2 separate regions of the Sus scrofa genome follow, and region 2 is linked to region 1. A link is a contact called in public HiChIP or PLAC-seq data. All regions are on one chromosome and are shown on one strand. The core of a region is the stretch at or near the end of the contact, and the rest is flanking DNA. Distances in the headings are between cores, read along the strand shown.

Region 1 (6,676 bases), core at 3,073-5,572:
CAAGGCCCACCTCTTCTCCAAGCTGGCTTTCTGCTACATCTCCTTCGTGTGCGTGTACGGGATCACCTGCCTCTACACGCTCTACTGGCTCTTCCACCGGCCCCTCAAGGAGTACTCCTTCCGGTCTGTGCGGGAGGAGACGGGCATGGGGGACATCCCTGACGTCAAGAACGACTTCGCCTTCATGCTGCACCTCATTGACCAGTATGACTCGCTGTACTCCAAGCGCTTCGCTGTCTTCCTCTCTGAGGTCAGCGAGAGCCGCCTGAAGCAGCTCAACCTCAACCATGAGTGGACGGCCGAGAAGCTGCGGCAGAAGCTGCAGCGCAACACCCGGGGCCAGCTCGAGCTGGCCCTCTGCATGCTCCCGGGGCTGCCTGACACGGTCTTCGAGCTCAGCGAGCTGGAGGCGCTGCGGCTGGAGGCCATCGGTGATATCACCTTCCCCCCGGGCCTCTCGCAGCTGGTGAACCTGCAGGAGCTCAGCCTGCTCCACTCACCCGCCAGGCTGCCCTTCTCCTCGCAGATCTTCCTGCGGGACCGCCTGAAGGTCATCCGGGTCAAGTGCGAGGAGCTCCGTGAGGTGCCCCTCTGGGTTTTCGGGCTGCGTGGCCTGGATGAGCTGCACCTGGAGGGGCTCTTCCCCCCAGAGCTGGCTCGGGCAGCGACCCTCGAGAGCCTCCGGGAGCTGAAGCAGCTGAAGGTGCTGTCTCTGCGAAGCAACGCTGGCAAAGTGCCCGCCAGCGTGACCGATGTGGCCGGGCACCTGCAGCGGCTCAGCCTGCACAACGACGGGGCCCGCCTACTGGCCCTGAACAGCCTCAAGAAGCTGGCGGTGCTGCGGGAGCTGGAGCTGGTGGCCTGTGGGCTGGAGCGCATCCCGCATGCCATCTTCAGCCTGGGCGCGCTGCAGGAACTTGATCTCAAGGACAACCACCTGCGGTCCATCGAGGAGATCCTCAGCTTCCAGCACTGCCGCAAGCTGGTCACCCTGCGGCTGTGGCACAACCAGATCGCCTATGTCCCTGAGCACGTGCGGAAGCTCCGAGGCCTCGAGCAGCTTTATCTCAGCCACAACAAGCTGGAGACACTGCCCACCCAGCTCGGCATGTGCTCCAGCCTCCGCCTGCTGGACGTCTCCAACAACGGACTACGCTCCGTGCCAGCAGAGCTGGGCCTCCTCCAGAACCTGCAGCACCTGGCTCTCTCCTACAACACCCTGGAGTTTCTGCCCGACGAGCTCTTCTTCTGCCGCAAGCTGCGGACGTTGCTCCTGGGCTACAACCACCTGAGCCAGCTCTCACCCCAGGTGGGGGCCCTCAGGGCCCTGAGCCGCCTGGAACTCCAGGGCAACCGGCTGGAGGCGCTGCCAGAAGAACTGGGCAACTGTGGGGGGCTCAAGAAGGCAGGGCTCCTGGTGGAGGACGCCCTTTACGAGGGGCTGCCAGCCGAGGTGCGGGACAAGATGGAGGCGGAGTGAAGCCAGGGAGGGGCAGGTTGAGGTCCAGGCCTTCCGGATGCTACCACCCCAGAATCTCTACCATTGTCTTCAAGGGAGGTGGTGAGCAGGCCCGGGCCAGGAGACGAGGAGCAGACATGTCAGGCTGGTGGAGCCCAGGCAAGATCGTGGGACTGGTTTGTCTGGGAGGCTGTGGATTTGGGGTGGAACATCCTGGAGGGATTAACTCCGTCATGAGAGTCTCAAACCAAAACCACACCTGTGTCTTTGGCTGGCTGGCCTGCCCCCAGCCCTGGGCCAGAGCTGCTACTCTACCCCCACCTCCCACCCCCAGATATTCTAGCTCAATCAATGCCAATGATGGGGGTGGGGCTCATCCCAATGGGATTTCAACCCTCTCCCCCTGACCCAGACGACTTCCATCTAGTATTCTCTCCCAAGGAGGGGACACAGACGCAAGGGACCAGCTACTCCCGCCCCATAATTTTGATGCTAATCCCCTTTCTATAAGTTGTTTTCTACGGACACGTGAACTCAGACGAATGGTTTTCATATTTGGCTATGCATCAAAAACAATATCCCCAAAACAAAACATCCCAGGCTCCACCCCTGGAAGACTGACTCAGGAGGTTTGGCTGGAGCCCAGGTACTTGTCTGTAGATATAAGCATCCCAAGTAATTCTGATGAAGATGGGCCCAGGCCTGTGTGTTGGGAAGTGCCAACCTTCAGAACAGATCTCTGGATGTCTAAAGCAGGAATTGCAAACTTTTTTTTTTTTTTTTTTTTTTTGGTCTTTTTGGGATCGCACTCGTGCCATATGGAAGTTTCCACACTAGGTAGGGGTTGAATTGGAGCTGTAGCCACCAGCCTATGCCACAGCTGCAGCCACTCAGGATCCAAGCTGTGTCTGCGACCTATACCACAATGCACAGCATCACTGGATCCTTAAGCCGCTGAGCAAGGCCAGGGATCAAACCCACAACCTCATGGTTCCTAGTCGGGTTCTTTAACCATTGAGCCACGACAGGAACTCCGAACTTTTTTTTTTTTTTTTGATCCCTAGACTCTTTGAGAAATCTGATGAAAGCTGGGTACCTCCTTTCTCAGGAAAATGTTCACACAGATATGTGAAAAGTTCTGCAAACAACTTCGGACGGGAGCTCCCTGGTGACTCAATGGGTTGAGGGACTGGTGTTGTCACTGCTGTGGTTCAGGTTGCTGCTGTGATGTGGTTTGATTCCCTGGCCCCAGGAAGTTCTGCATGCCATGGGAATGACAAAAAAAAAAAAAAAAAAAAAAAAAAAAAAAACACACAAAAACTTTAGGCAGTCAACAGATTCCCCCAGGTCCCCTAGGGAGCTGTTTATGGACATCCTAAAGATCATGGACCCCAGGTTAGGAACACCTGTTGTAGGAATTCTCTTGTGGCATAGTGGGTTAAGGATTCAGCATTGTCACTGCAGTGACAGGTTGCTGATGTGTCACAGGTTCAGTATCTCCTTCAGGGAACTTTCACACACTGCAGGTGTGGCAAAAAACAAAACAAAATAAAAAACCCAAACAAACCTGCTGTGGAGGGTACATTTTCCTGAGGACAGGCGGGGACTTGGATCTTCAAATGTTCCCTAAGTGGGAGTTCCTGTGGTGGCGCAGTGGTAACGAACCCGACTAGTATCCATTAGGACGCAGGTTCCATCCCTGGCCTCGCTCAGTGGGTTAATGGATCTGGTGTTGCTGTGGCTGTGGCATAGGCCGGCAGCTATAACTCCGATTAGACCTCTGGCCTGGGAACTTCCATATGCAGGTGCACCCTAAAAAGTCAAAAAAGAGTTCCCTCTGTGAAGCAGGGTATGCTGTTGGGTGCTTAATAAATAATACTAATTATGAGAACTATAACTCCGATCTCTTGTGTCCACTCCTCTCTAAGCCTTTGGTTTCACCAGACCAAGTACAGGCAAGTGGTGACAGACATGTGCCAGAATCAAGGGTATATGTTTTTCTGTACTGGTAGCAGAGGCAGAGAGAGCTCTGCTAACTAGAAAAAAATCAGTGGCATCCTTTGCCTAGCTTTTTTCCCTGGAGAACTGCTCTTCCTTTACCTTCCCTGTTATTCCCCTGGCTCCATAGATTTGGATCTGGTCCACCCAAAAGTTGTCACCAGAGGAGTCCTTAAAAGCCTTTAAAGCCCATCACAGTGTTCCTGTGCCGGAGCCAGCAGGGCAATGACACAGCCTGACCAACCCTGGCCTCCTGAGATCGCCACCTCCGTGGAGTCTGCAAAATGCGAGCCTCCTCCTGGCACCAGGGAGAAGAGGCAAGCTCTCCAGCGGGACCTGGGGTTCCAGATGGGGACATTTCCCCAGCACTCTTCAGATCAGTTAAAGGCACAAAGGCGCCTGGCAGACGCATCTAGCCTCAGGGCCTATTTTCTGCATTGTCCAGGATGGAGGCAGAGTGAATGAAGGAAGCCTTAAAATGTCCCACAGAAGTCTGATTTGGTACTCTCTGCCCTTGTCCTTGGCTCCCGTTGCAGAGATCAGGAGTCACGCTGCTGGATTCCCAGGGCCCCGACAGTAGCCTGAGCCTTACTCCGCCCCTCCTGCAAGCCCTCGGCCAACCCTGAGCCTGTTGAAATGGAAAGGGCTTCCCACGGCTGCCTAATTATGGTAAGGAGGCAGCAATTAAGTATAACAGGGATCCCAATGAAGTACTGTCCAAGACAAGAAAGGCGGTTCTGAGAGGGTGCGGGTGCCAGCGAGGGCCGCGCAGGGAAGGGAAAGAAGGATTAGGACACACCCCGGGCGACCACCCGGGACAGAGGCCAGGAACAGAGCCAAGGCTACGCATGCGCAGCAGCTGCCACACGCAAGACCTCCTCTCCCCCTCTGTACGCTTGCGCGCGGCTTTCTCCGCCCACCGCTCTTTGCGGAATGTGTAAGTGGGTTTCCACACAGCGCCTCTAGCCGGAGCGCACGGGAATTCGCGCGTGCGTATCACTTGGCGAGGACTTGCACGTTGCCAGCCGCGAGCTCTAGGTGGCGGCATCCCTCCGGCTAGGACGAAGCACGCAAGCGCGGAGGTTCGCACGAGGGGAGGGCGGGTGCACACCGCGGGCATGCGCCGTGCGGAGCGAGACGGCGGCTCGGCGGGGTCAACCGAGCGCAGGCGCAGTGCGGTGTTTGTCTGCCGGACTGACGGGTGGCCGGGCGGTGCGCGGTGGCGGCGGCGGGGAAGATGGCGGCGTCCTCCCTGGAGCAGAAGCTGTCCCGCCTGGAGGCAAAGCTGAAGCAGGAGAACCGCGAGGCCCGGCGGAGGATTGACCTCAACCTGGATATCAGCCCCCAGCGGCCCAGGCCCAGTAAGCAGGGCGGCGTGGGGGAGGGGGCGGGCGGGGCGGGGCGCGCGCCGCGGGAGGCCCCGCCCCCGCCGCCAGGCCCCGCCCCCGCTTCCGGGGCGCTCTTGCTCCTCCTCCTTTCCGCCCCACTCCCCGCTGTCTGCTCGCCGGGAGAGGGTCACGTTGACCCAGGGGCATGGGGTTGGCGAGCTCCCGGGCATTACTCCCCCTGTCTGGGGAGTTTCCCCTTATGGGGCCTGGGAGCCTAGCTGCCCGGCTCCAGGCGAAGACCCCCCACCTGATGACCCGTTCCCGTCACCGTGATCCTCGGAGCCTCATTCACCTATTCTAAGCCGAGCTCCTCCTACTCCCTGCTACCGTGACCACATCTAGCTCCTCCGCAAACGTGTACACAACCCTTTTCACCACCTGATTCCACTCCCGCATGTCAGTGACTGTGTCAAGAGGTCCCCTCCCCTCGTCCAGCACCTAGGTCCTTGAGTTAACACACACACCCACACCTGGCCTGGGGACACCTAAAGTCAGTTGACCACATATAATCACCGCTTGTTTCTCTGATCAGATGATTCTCCCACTTCCTCCTTGTGACTCTGTCAGTAGCTCTCTCTTTTGCACTCTGGGATCTTGTCATTAGGCTCAGCAGACCCCCTCCCACATGCAGCCTACCCCCAGTCTACACCGCCCTTCCTCATACTTCTCTGAGTGGTTTCACTGTCACCATCTTGGTGACTGTTTCCAGCTCCTCCAGAAATACACACCCAACTCACACGCGTAGTAGTTTTGTCACCTTGAATTAAGTGACTTCCTTTCCCACACCCACCCAGCCCAGGGACAGATGAGGCCACTGTCCCATGATCTCAGTGCCTGCCTCCCTGGCATCGTGTCATCTGAAATCAAGAGCTGACCCCCAACACCCACACCTGGCCTGGGATCACCACCACCACATCTAATCTCTTTGTTATGTTCTGCAGAACCCCTTCCCCATATCCCCTCAGCTCAGAGTTACTCAGATTTTCCCCCTCCCCAAAGGCCTGATCAGCAGCAACCCCCACACATGGTATCTGTGTCTTTTTTCCTTCCTTCTTTCTTTTTCTGCACTTGGGGCAGGTGAAAGTTTCTGGGCCAGGGATTGAACCCTTGCCACAGCAGTGAAACAACCAACTGAACCACCAGGGAACTCCCTGTGTCTCTCTTGAGCTAGCAAATTGCCATCCTTTTGATGCTCTCTGATAAGATTCTTGTAGCTTGTGTAGGTTCCTATGGGATCACCTTGATAGGTGGAGGAAAACACTCTTCCTCTGGGTACCCCAGCCACTCCCTGCTCACCCAGCCTGACCAAACCCCCCCCCATGCTTGTGTAGGGTCCACTCCTCATCCTTTCCTCTTCTGATCTGGGTCGGTATGGATTCCTCATGGCATTGGGTGGGGGCGTCTCTTGGGGGCCCAGAAACAACCCTGACGTGGCAGTGCTGGCATCGGACACCGCTGGGGTAGGAAGCCAGGACTGGAGGGTCCCCCCCTGGGCTCTGTAGGACTGATCCCCCACAGCCCCACTGTGGAGGAGACATGCCTGGGTATGGCATCTGAGGTGCCTTGAGGGTTGGCTGTCCAGATGCAGAGCAAGGCGCGGCGAGGCCTGTGGCAAGCAGGCCCCCAGGGAGCCCCCCCTTCCAGGCATCTGTGTCTTGTCAGCTCCATCCCATCCGGTCTTCCCACCTCTGTCGGTCTCTACCCATCTCTGCAGTTTGGTGCCTCGCGCCTCCCCCTCCTCCTTGTTATGATTTGATTTCTTTTCTTTTGGACAAATCGGTTGTTTCTGTTGTGATTTATCGTGGTGTTGTTTTTTTTTCTTCCTTCTCCC
Region 2 (6,219 bases), core at 3,012-5,511, 330 kb before region 1:
AAGCTGGTTGAGTCCCCAGCCAAGGCCCTCACTTCCCTGCCTTTACCTCCGTCTTCCCAGGAATCCTCCCAAGGCCCACCAATGCTTGCTTCCCCCCTTTTTTCCTACTGGCCAGCCTTCCATTGGGTTTGGAACCTCACTCCAGCTCCCCCATCCTGCCTGGGGTGTTCTGGCACACTTCACCCCTCCATGACCATAGGCCTCCACCCCCACCCCAGTGTGCTCATTCGTCCGCTGTTTTCTGAGAAGCATCAAGGTCCATACCCTAAATGGGGGAGGAGGAGAATCCCATGGGGGTTGGGGGGGTATAGACATATAAAGAGAAGACCCAACAAAAGAGGTTCTTGTCTGGCCAAGGGATATACAAGATGCAAAGAGCCCCCCACCCCTTGCCTGGGGACTAGGGAGAGTTTTCACAGAGATGGGGAGTGGCAGGAGATCCTCTGGGGATGCACAGGAAGCATACCCTAATCAAAGAAGAGGCCGCCTTGCTGTACAGTGGGAAAATAAAATTAAAAAAAAAAAAATAAATAAATCTTCTTGGATTGAAAAAAAAAAAAAAAAAAAAAAAAAAAAAAAAAAAAAGAAGAGGCCGAAGAGAAGGGTGTCAAAACAGGAGGGTTCAAGGAAACCCTTGAGATTTGGGATGATCGAGCCATGGGGCTGGGGCAGAACGGGAGAGCATCTGAGCCAATGGCTGAGAAGACACCCCAGGAAAACAGGGGGAATGGGGCAGGGCAGCCCAGGAAGCAGGTGTGACTCAGCCATGCTGGCCCAGGGCAGCTTCTCATCCCCTGGGGGAGGGGACAAGACTGCACCACCTGCCCCCCCCACACACACACCACAGGAGGAACACTGCTGTAGACCCACCAGCACTCCTGTGGAAGGATGCAGTTCTAACAGCAGAATGTTGTAAATAATCACCATGTCCAACAGGGGATCAGTTACATAAATCACCATACAGCGACATGGCAGAGTATTACGTGGCCCTAAAGAAGAGTTCCTTTCGGATTGATATGGAATGACCTCTAAGTTGTACTCTTAAGTGAAAAAAGCAAGTGGCAGAAGAGTGTAAATGGCATACAACTATTTATGTGAGCAATGCATATCTGCCTGAGGAGCTAAGGGGATCTCATGAAAGAAACACAAGAGGTGAAAATTGTGGCTGCCTCTGAGGAAGAAAACTGGTGGCCATGGGAATTGGGAGGGAAAGACTTTTTTTATTATAGTCTTCTGGATGTGCAAATGTATTAACTATTGATTGACTGATTCTGGCTGCACCCATGGCATGCACAAGTTCCCCAGTCAGGGATCAAACCCGCACCACAGCAGTAGCCAGAGCCATAGCAGTGATAAGGCCAGATCCTTAATCCGCTGAGCCACCAGGGAAGTCAGCTATTTTTCTTTTTCTTTTTCGGGCCGAACCTGAGGCATGTGGAAGTTCCCAGGCTAGGGGTCGAATTAGAGCTGCAGCTGAGGCCTACCCCACAGCCACAGCGATGCCCAATTCAAGCTGCATCTGCAACCTATGCTGCAGCTTGTGGCAATGTGGGATCCTTAACCCACTGAGGGAGGGCAGGGACTGAACTCGCATCTTCACGGATACTAGTTGGGTTCTTAACCCACTGAGCCACAACAGGAATTCCACAGCTAATTTTTTAATTGAAACTGAAATGAGAACATGTCTCCCCCTCCAAAAAAAGTAAAATTGAAAATAATCATAAAATGCTCATAAAGACCAGACCATAAGACGCCAACTTCACAGGGTCCACACCCCCTCCCAACAACCCCACGCCCCCTGTTACCTCTGCCCCAAGGCCGTACTGCTTAGTGTAGACAAACATGGCCAGGTCATCAAAGAGTCGCAGGATGGTCCTGCAGTGGCTGAGTTGGGAGGACAGTACCAGCAGGCGCGTCCCCACTTCTGACCTGGTAGCACGCTGCTCCACCAGGACCCCGCCCACCAGCTGGCAGCAGTAACCCAGCGTTCGGATCTGTGGGAAACCAGAAGTCGTCAGCATGGCCGTGCTGCAAGACTGATTTGGATCACCCCTGACCTGGGCCCTGTGGGATCAAGTGGGAGGAAGAGTCTACATCAACAAACTTCTGGTAAAAGCCAAAAGTTTAAAAAGATACTTGTAGGTGGGCCAAATGGAGAAACATGACATGACTGGCTAAAAGGCACTGTGGAGGCTAACAGAGGGCTGGCCCATGTTTGCTGAGGGGCACAGCCTTTGGAGACATATGTGATGGGGACAAGAAAAAGAAACCCCCATTTCCCACCTCCTAGATCCTCCTTTTCCCAGCGGACAAGAGGTCTATGTGGAAATGGATATATATTTGTATTTGCCTGGCTGGACCAACATCCACGGCTGGACTGGGGATTGGGGAGGTGACCGGGCCTAACCCAATGGACAAAAGGATAACCTGCTATTACTTTAGTGAGAAGGAAGCCACTTAGTGGATGATTTGGGGCATTGTGAACTGTGTCCACCCTTATATCTTTACTTCATCTGCTTTTTTCTTTTTTTTCATTTTTGGCTGCCCTGTGGCACATGGAGTTCCCAGACCAGGGATCAGATCGGAGCCACAGTCTCTACCTAAGCTGCAGCTGCGGCAATGTCAGATCCTCAACCCAGTGTGCCGGGCTGGGGATTGAACATGTGTCCCAGCGCTCCCAAGATGCCGTTAATCCCATTGCACCGGGGGAGTTCCTCATCTGCTTTTATTTATTTATTTTTAGCTTTTTAGGGCTGCACCCATGGCATATGGAAGTTCTCAGGCTAGGGGTTGAATCAGAGCTACAACTGCCGGCCTATACCACAGCCAACAACTCAGGATCTGAGCCGCATATGCAACCTACACCACAGCTCACAGCAACACTGGATCCTTAACCCTCTGAGTGAGGCCAGGGATCCAACCCGCATCCTCATGTATACTAGTCGGGTTCATGGGCTCATCACCACTGAGCCACAACAGAACTCTCTCATCTTTTAGAAGTTGCTTTTTTAATTGTTCTATATATTATTTTCACATATAATTCCTTTTCAGCACCCTTGTTATGGCAAAATGTTGCAATTTAAATGTCCAGCCTGGGGGCATTTAAAACCTGAATACCCACTCATAGGGGATTTGACTAGAACCTAAATACCTGCCACTGGTACATTCCCGGAGACTGATTGGGATGAGCTCAGAGTCTGACCTCGGGGCCTGGGAGAAACAATCTAAATGCCCAACCAGGAGTTCCCGTCGCGGCTCTGTGGTTAACGAATCCACAGAGGTTGCAGGTTTGATCCCTGGCCTTGATTAGTGGGTTAAGGATCTGGCACTGCTGTGAGCTGTGGTGTAGGCCGCAGACGTGGCTCGGATCCTGAGTTGCTGTGGCTCCGGCGTAGGCTGGTGGCTACAGCTCCGATTGGACCCCTAGCCTGGGAACCTCCATATACCGCGGGAGCAGCCCAAAAAATGGCAAAAAGACAAAATAAATAAATAAATTTTAAAAAGCCCAACCAGAGGTCATGTGGTCAAACCTCAATATCCAGCCACAGGGAAAGGCCTGCAAAATCTTAGATCCCTATGTGAGATTTTATTATTTTGGCCGTGCCCGCAGCATGTGGAAGTTCCCAGGCCAGGGACTGAACCCAGCCACAGCAGTGACAATGCTAAACCCTTAGCCACTAGACCACCAGGGAACTCTCCTATATGAGATTGTTTGGATAACCATGGGAAAAGCTACAGTGGCCTAGTCAGATCCTAAAACATAGGCCTGTTTGGCATGGAAATGTCCAGCCAGGTTGAATCTGCCAGAACAACCTAAGTGTCCAACTATAAGGGGGTTTGGTCAGAACCCAAATGACCAGCCATAGGGGGAGCCCTGCAACACCCTCAATCATATGATATTGTTTGGATGCAAACTACTGCAGTGATCTGGTAGGATCCCAATGTGCAAACGTCAGGATCTGGTTGATACTGTAACCGACCAGTCACGACGGGACGGCCGGAACAATCTAAATGTCCACCGCTAAGGGACAGGGTTGGAGCCCAGCTCCGACAGGGCCTCTGCCATGGGGGACCTTGAGTGACCCCGCTCCCTCTCTGGCTTCAGTTTCCCAGTCTCTGAGCTTTGATCCGACTCCGGGACCTCTGGCCGCGTTCCACCCCAGCCTCACCAGGCGGTCGCGGCCCCTATACGACTCCAGCGCCGACGCCAGACCGCTCAGGGCCGCCATGGTGCCTCCGCTGTGACGTCACCGTGACGTCTGCGCGGCGCGCCAGGGGGCGGACTCAGCGCGAGGCCGCGCTCCCGGAACGTTCTGCGCAGACGCGGTTGCGACTCTTTGTTCCGGAACCGGCCCTTTGTCTGTTTCTGGGAGAGACAGGGTTTGCAGTTCTGGGGCTGGCACGTGCGCGCTTCTCCGGGTTTGTGCACCCTGGCGGCCCTCGGAGCTCGTTGTCGTCTGCCCGCCCCCAGGCAACCCGTGTTTTCCACGTTAACCAACCACACACACACATTAAAAAAAGGAAAAAAAATCCAAACAAGAGCATCGACGTGTTTGCTGTGGTCCAGGAAGGGAGTTTTCTTTTTTTAATTTTTCTGCTTCCCCCTTTCCGCATTGTCTGTTTGTCTATAGGGAGCATGGGTTGTTGTTGTCCTTTCACATAAGACATTTTTAGAAAGTTAGGGAAACGCTACAGAATCAGTCTAGAAGAATAGACAAGAGTCAACAGTTCCCTAGCAGAGTGGCACCTGAGAGGAAAACTGGGTGGTTGGTGTTGAGTGAAATATAAACCCACATCCGTGAGAGCTCTCAGTTTCAGTTTTACTTGTGGACTTACTGAGGACGATAGCCCAAGAGACAGCCTCTCAGCTCTGAGGAGCTGCTCAGAAAAGATGGGGGGAGGGAGGTCAGTACATAACATGATTTTGGAGAAGATTATGTGTAATCGAGCACACATCTCAGTAGAAGGTTGCTGCTGGTCACTGGGAACAGATAGCTCAGATAAGGGTTTTAGTGCTTTTCCTAGAGGCCAAAATCCAGGCTTATAAAAAAATTTGTCCTGAAAATACCTAACTGAAAACCTGTCCTGCCACTTCTCCCAGAACACCAAGAGACTTATTCCTGATCTCCACCCCGAACTCCTTTCAGGGTATGTGAAGATCAGCAACTGCAGTAGCCAATGACTCAATCCTTGTAGAGCCAGATGACAAGCCACATTCTTTAGGTGTCACTAGGAAGAGATTAAATGTTCACTCTTTTTTTCTTTCTTTTTAGGGCTGCACCTGTGGCATGTGGAAGTTCCCAGGCTAGAAGTCAAATCTGAGATGCAGCTGCCCGCCTTCGCCACACAATGGCTACGACATTTTCGGTTCCCACCAGCAATGCACAAAAAGTTTCTCCATATTCTTGCCAACACTTGAATTATCCTTGGAGAAGTTCCCAGGTCAGGGATCGAACCTGAGCAGCAGCAGTGACAATGCTGGACCCTTAACCAGCTAGGCCACCAGGGAATTCCAAATTTTAATAACATCCAATGCATTTTCTTTTTTTATGGCCACACCCATGGCATACGGAAGTTCCCAGGCCAGGGGCTGAATCTGAGCCATGGTGACCCAATTGCAGCAACTGCAGCAACTCCAGATCCTTTAACCCACTGTGTGGGGCTGGGGGTCAAACCTGCACCTCCACAGTGACCTGAGCCACTGCAGTCAAATTCTTAACTCACTGCATCGAAGCAGACACTCAACTGATTTCCTTTAAAAAAAAAAAAAATTTCCCTTGTGGCTCAGCAGTAATGAACCCGACCAGTATCCAGGAGGCCGTGGATTTGATCCCCGGCCTCACTCAGTGGGTTAAGGTTCCAGCGTTGCTGTGGTTGTGGCGTAGGCTGGCAGCTACAGCTCCGATTCAACCCCTAGCCTGGGAATTTCCACAGGCTGCAGGTGCAGCCCTAAAAAGACATACATACATACATACATAAGTAAACAAATAAATGCACATTTCCTCTTTTTTTTTTTTTTTTTTTTTTTTTTTTGTTGGTCACGCATGCAGCATGCAGAAGTTCCCAGCCCAGGGATCAAACCCACATCACGGCAATGACAAGGCCAGATCCTTAAGCTCTAGGCCACCAGGAAAATCCCACAAAAACAACTCCTCTTGATTTTGACTCCTATTACTCTTCCAGCCTCATTCACTCCTAACCAACCACATTTCCTTCATC

What was found. HiChIP or PLAC-seq counts read pairs in DNA pulled down with a chosen protein or histone mark.
Region 2: a contact with region 1 is called in an H3K27ac HiChIP or PLAC-seq map of alveolar macrophages. The contact joins the promoter of PEX11G here to the promoter of MAP2K7 in region 1. A contact is called at or near these places in 1 of 47 Hi-C or Micro-C datasets (heart right ventricle) and 1 of 2 datasets of contacts at active chromatin or transcription factors (alveolar macrophages).

Annotation. Positions count from the first base shown.
Region 1 is chr2:71,306,078-71,312,753 of Sscrofa11.1, reverse strand. MAP2K7 (dual specificity mitogen-activated protein kinase kinase 7) reads left to right here and starts at 4,322. Exons shown (of 11, transcript XM_003123197.5): 1 at 4,322-4,818. The coding sequence starts at 4,695. It overlaps LRRC8E (volume-regulated anion channel subunit LRRC8E), which reads left to right. Exons shown (of 3, transcript XM_003123182.4): 3 at 1-2,257. The coding sequence ends at 1,480.
Region 2 is chr2:71,637,331-71,643,549 of Sscrofa11.1, reverse strand. It overlaps PEX11G (peroxisomal membrane protein 11C), which reads right to left and starts at 4,261. Exons shown (of 5, transcript XM_021083936.1): 1 at 4,170-4,261; 2 at 1,806-1,994. The coding sequence starts at 4,229.